Regions from separate parts of the Zea mays genome. Here region 1 is linked to region 2. A link is a contact called in public Hi-C data. All regions are on one chromosome and are shown on one strand. Each heading gives the region's core, a stretch centred on a gene start, on an enhancer-like site or on the middle of the called end of the contact. The rest is flanking DNA. Distances are from core to core; before and after follow the strand shown.

What was found. A called contact is a pair of places that touch in the nucleus more often than the background predicts.
Region 1: a contact with region 2 is called in a Hi-C map of tassel, with 4 times the contacts expected there. The contact joins the promoter of LOC100279976 here to the promoter of LOC100279793 in region 2. A contact is called at or near these places in 5 of 25 Hi-C or Micro-C datasets (bundle sheath, leaf, root tip and 1 more).

What each region holds. Positions count from the first base shown.
Region 1 is chr7:170,501,171-170,503,974 of Zm-B73-REFERENCE-NAM-5.0, forward strand. LOC100279976 reads left to right here and starts at 1,545. Exons shown (of 4, transcript NM_001152924.1): 1 at 1,545-1,933; 2 at 2,258-2,511; 3 at 2,608-2,804. The coding sequence starts at 2,290.
Region 2 is chr7:170,368,775-170,371,845 of Zm-B73-REFERENCE-NAM-5.0, forward strand. LOC100279793 reads right to left here and starts at 1,420. Exons shown (of 6, transcript NM_001152751.1): 1 at 1,161-1,420. The coding sequence starts at 1,394.

The sequences.
Region 1 (2,804 bases), core at 295-2,794, 130 kb after region 2:
AGGTGAGCGGAACACACTAATTGGTTGGATGAATGAGTATGGCTGAGCTCGTGCGAGCTTGGCCCGCTAAAAATGGAGTGCTCCCTATGTACCTGCCCATGTAGGGAGAGGAAGTGATATTTATCCTATGTTGTAGCTGCAGGTGCAGCTTTAGCCCCACGAATGCAGGCAGAGTCATCCGCTTGGTCAACACACCTGACGGGGTGTGCATGCAACCAATCAAATATGTAATGTGTGAAACTCTGCAGACTATAAACTCGTTTTTACGTCAAGATCTTAATTGCACAATATTTACTTTGGACCAGCGTAAGTACGAATAGGATAATTGTCGGGAAAGAGTCACTAAAGACAGTGGCGGATCCAGGATTCATCTAAGAGGAGGGCTACTAAATTAAGACTAACACAAAAAAAATTTAAACCAAACAAAAAATATAATTGATATTTAATATGACACAAGATGCAAGTTATAATTTAAACATTGAAGAAATATGTAGTCCAAAAATAAGTCTAAAAATAATTTAAACACAAGATGCAAGCTATAATTAAACATGAGATTACTATCAAATAAATAATCAAATTCAAATTAAAACTTCAAATCAAACTTGACAGAAACAGAAATACAGAAGGGCTCACCGGCCGACCGACACTCTGCAGCTCTGCTCGCCTGCTCGGGCACTCGGTCGGGCGGTCGGCGGCTGTCCGGCTCGGGCGCTCGGCCTCGGCGGGCGTGCCGCGTGCGGCAGCGGCACTGCGGCAGCCGGCGGCAGCGGGCCAGCGGACAGGCGGACAGCAGTCGGGCGGGCCTGGCGCAGTGGCGCTGGCGTGGCGGCCTGGGCTGGGCGGTCGCGCGGTGCCGCGGTCGCGCCTGGCGCCTAGCGGCTGGCGGCCTGGGCGCCGGACCGTCGGTGGAAGACTCGCGTGGGCGCGTGGCGCCGCGGCGTGGGTGCCCAGAAGGCCAGAAGACTTGTGCGGCGTCTGCGGCTCTGGCGTTGGCGTCTTCGCATCTGGATGCCCTCGGCGCGGCGGCGGCTAGACGCTGAACTAGCGTAGCGACTAGCGAAGCTGCTGGGCTGCGGCTGAAGACCTGCTCCTCGCGTTATTGGACCGCGACCCGGCTGCAGCCAGTCGTAAATCCGCCCCTGACTAAAGATAACCGTAAAATAGTGCCCGTGTAGTGACCTTAGTACCTTACTAGTGGTAAAGCCGAAAAAGGGAATTTTTTTACGTACCTCGACGTTCACGTCATGACTGCCGGATGGCCGGGTGGGTGCCGCATGCACCTATACCGCAGCGCGAGGATTGGACGGGCCGCACGCCCGCGCCCCACAGGCCCCAGCGCGCCGCGGCGACACGGGACGGGAGCCCAACCCATCCCCGCCCGCTTCGGTTGCGTGCCTGTCTGTCGCGTAGGCTCCACCTCGCTCACTCCTCGCTTCTCCCCCTTCCGGCCTCCACTTCGCCGCGCACGTAGCCACAGCCCAGCAGCTGCTGCTATCCTGCATCGTCTCCTTCCCCGCACCACACAAGCAGCCCATATCATCCATCGCCTCCAGCGCGGCGCCGACCTGCCTCTCCATTATTTATGCATTTCCGCCCCCACCCTTACCTTTCCCAATTCAGCCGAGGACCGCAATCGCAGGGCACTGGGAGCGATTAAAAAAGGCAGCCTCCCCCGCAAGGGTAAAAACAAACAACCACCGCATCGCGGCAGGCAAGGCATCGCCCGCCAGCCACCGAGCGGAGGGGGAAGCAAAAGCTTGATAAAAAGGAGAGGAGGAGACGAGACGTGCCGTCCGGACCCAAGCAACTTCCTCCCACCACCTCCTCCCTCCCATGCCCGCATCGAGATCTTAGCGGGACAGCGAGAGGAGAGGCGACGCCGACGCGGGCGCCCCCTGATCCCTCCTCGCCGCCGCCGCCGACCGACCGACCGGTAAGCGTCCTTTTGATCCGGCCGTCGCGCACAGCGGGTTACTCGCTGCGCCGATCGGTGCCGGATCGCGCCGGGGGCGGCCGGATCTGGTACGGATCTCGCGGCGGCCGCGTAATTCCGTGGCCTTGTGAGGGGGCGTTGGCGTTTTGTCCCGTGTGGGCGCGCGCTCGTTGCCCTGATCGCGGCGTTGCTTTCGGCTCGGATCTATTTGATGCCCGTGTCCTTTTTTTTTTTTGTGGTGGACACTGCGGATAAGTCGGGGATTTGTCTGCATTTGGCAGTGGCTGGCTGGTATGAAACTGGGCCTGCTGTTGTGGATTGCAGGGGGAGGAGGAGGGGAGGGGAGGACGGACACGATGGAGGCGGACTCCGGGAAGCTCTTCGTCGGCGGCATCTCTTGGGAGACGGACGAGGATCGCCTCCGCGCGTACTTCGGTCGCTTTGGCGAGGTCACCGAGGCCGTTATCATGCGGGACCGCAACACCGGCCGCGCCCGTGGGTTCGGGTTCGTCGTCTTCGCCGATTCCGGGATCGCCGAACGCGTCACCCTCGATAAGCACATGATCGACGGGCGCATGGTACTTGTGTTATGCTCTCACCTTTCTCTCTGCTGTTGCATTGACGTACATTTTACTGGGAGCTGTTTCTCACTTTACGATCTGTTTCCAATTTAGGTGGAAGCAAAGAAGGCCGTTCCTAGGGACGACCAGAGTATTGCGAGCAAGAACAACAGCAGCATAGGGTCACCTGGACCAGGACGCACTAGAAAGATCTTCGTTGGAGGTCTGGCCTCAAATGTTACCGAGGTCGAATTTAGGAGGTATTTTGAGCAATTTGGTGTGATAACCGATGTGGTAGTGATGTATGACCA
Region 2 (3,071 bases), core at 170-2,669:
AGCCTAGACAACACCTAGGATCTCTCTTCCCCGACGGGGTCCCTCCCGGGAGCGAGATCCAGGCGCCGCCGGCGACCTTCGCCACCCCCTGCGCACGCGCGGACCGTCCGGCCTGTAGGCGCGGACCGTCCGGCCGTCAGGCAGGAAATCTTTGCCCCTGCTCCAGGTCGCGGACCGTCCGGTCCCTGGTCGCGGACCGTCCGCGCCTGTGCAGAGAGCACCGCCGCCGGTTCTTGTTGAGTGTTTGGCACCCAAAAAAGGTGTCAACAAGCCCTTAAAGGTTTATTAGAACCACCGGTGAAATCTGAAATGGATACTAACTTCATTAATTCTTACTTCAGTGAGAAGAATATATTTGCCAAGCATCTAATGATTGGAAAAGGGAACATAAAAGAATGTCAACGGTAACAACAAACTGTAACAGAAAAATAATTATGAATCTGTAATCAAGCATCCTATCCTCACTGATTTCGGGTTGAGAGTAGTCAGAAAGAAGAACGAAAACCAGAGACAGCACTTAAACCAATCTCAACAAAAGAACAGCAACGAAATGGCCATCCATAGTCGAAGCTTGCAAAATTCACTCTTTTCTTTTCCCCAGCAGCTTGATGCTTTCTTTATGGAAGTGTACCATCCCTTAGCAGTCGAGACTAGTACCATACCACCCGAGGCTGAGGAGACATTTCCTTAAATAAGGCCCTTTAAAGCCCTCACGAGAGAAATGCCAAGCCACGCAATGATTTGTTCTCTGGGCCACTAAGCGTGTGCCGGACAGAATAATTCCCCCAGACGCACAAGCAACAGCTCTCCCCATCACCCCGCACCAAATAGACGGCGCAGGGGCGCCCCAGAAGGAGGAGCCGAGCAAAAACAACCATATCCCCGAGAACCCAGCGGGAAAGGCAGCTCCAGAAGCCGCATATCACCACCGGAAATGCGAAAGCGCGGGGCAAAAGCTCGATATTCCGGCTCCACGACTCAATCCCACCGGCGCAAATGTCTCATAAACTAGGAAACAAAGCTAATGCGCATCGGAATCCCTCTTTCCCCCGCCCCGAATCAACCTCTGCGTGACATGGAGGCGGCGGAACTCGCAGATCCCACGGGAGCAGTGAGTGAGTGGCGCGAGTGGCAGATACAGGGAGGCGCGGTAAATTTACCTTGAAGTTGTTGAGGAGGACGGGGGACTCGAGGAGAGCTCCGGGGCTAAACCCGGTGGGGATGGTGAGGCACGGCTCCCGCGATATCGGCAGCCGCGCGGGGGACATGGCCTTGTACCTCGCGCCGGCGCCGGCGAGCGCAGACACACGTCGATCCGCCAGGACCGGCTTCTCCGGCGAGCACCCAGCGCCGGCGGGAAGGTCGCCGGAGCTAGGGTTTGGCGAATCGGCCATTGGCGCGGGCCGCGGGGGGAGGTGAGTGAAGGAGACGAGACAAGGAGCGACGAGCAGCTAGGTGGTGGTTTTGGAGCCTAGAGGGGATGGTGGGAAGGGCAGTTTGGGGAAAGTGGCCCCGGCTGGTTGCGGGGGCAGCGTGGTGTGGGAGGCCGCGACTCGTGTTGACTTGATTAATGGGGGCACGTGGATTGCCCCTTGTGCCCCTGCTACGTGCGCGAAATCGCAGGGGCTGGCCGGAAGCGGAGCAAGCGTGGGGGGACGTGGCGTGCGCGTGAGCGTGAGCAGAGCAACCGCGGCACGAAACCGGTGGGGCCAGTGGAGTGCAGACAGCGACCTTGGCTGGCTGCGGGGTCGGCTCTTTGGGGCACCGTAAGCTCTCTTTTTGTTACGTCCCTGGATACTGGGCCCCGCACTCTGGTGGTCCCGTTGGCAGTGACGAGTGACGTTTCACGTGCGCTGGGGCCGTGGTGGTGGTGGAAATGTGGGTTAAATTCTGCATGGGATACCTGTCAGAGCTGAGGCGCACAGCAGAAACCCATCCAGATCATCTTGGGATTGAATGCGAAACAGAGGAAGAGGGATCTGGCCTGAATTGATTGCGGGAGCTGCAAGTTGGCTGGCGTTTGTTTCTACTGCGGTTTTACAGTTGTTTTTGTTTTCAAAAGCCAAAAACTCGATCAAAGATATTTTTTAAGATGTTACTATTTTATAATTAGTTGTTTTCCTATAGTATATTTTTCAAAGTATTCTAGGCTCGGCTTCTTGTCTTTTTGTTTTCTACTTAACTACTTTTAAAATTTCAAAAATTTTAAAAAAACTCCTTTTACAGTTGTTTTGACAAAAGACTATATTATAAAGCACCGTCGTCATGTGTCACTCCTTCCCTTCTATTTATCTCTCTCCCCACCCACCAATATTTAAATGGTAAAAAGCCTAAAATTATTCACAAATGAGAATTCATACTATGTTTGTTACCTCCAAACCCATGTTCACACACTTAGGCCCTGTTTGGGAACAAAGTTTTTGAAAACCACAGTTTTTTAAAATACTACAGTATACTTTAGTCATGACAATACCGCGGTTTACAATACCGCAGTTTTGAAAACTGAGGTCCAGACCTAAGTTTAGAATACCTTAAAACAACTATAATATTTGCAATACTTCAGTTTTGAAAGCAGAGATTTTAGTCAGCTTGCCAAACACCATTCTGTATATAATACTGCAGTATTTGAGAATACTGCAGTATTCTTCTAAAACTGTGAAAAAACTTCACTCCCAAACACCCCCTTAACTAACACAACAACGTATTTTTTATTTTATACTCTATACTTAAGAATATATAGAAATCAATGCAATGTACGAGCATTTTGCTAATATATATATATAAGTTATTGTTTCGTAGTCATTTCAATCTAACATGTTTCGATTTTTATAGCTAACATTTCACAGCTTAGATACTACACGAATGTTTTTACGGTTATAAGTGAAAGGACCTCTAACATAATGGTTAAGGCTTCCGAGTAGCGCCTCTAGATCTCAGATTTGACCCCCTTCAGGTGAATTTTGGACTTTTTTTAAAAAAAATCTATCACTGTGCTCCGCCTGCTCCCGAGGGTTAGGAGATTTTCTCGAAACCATGTTCAAACAAATGGTCTCTTCGATTAGTCAATCCAA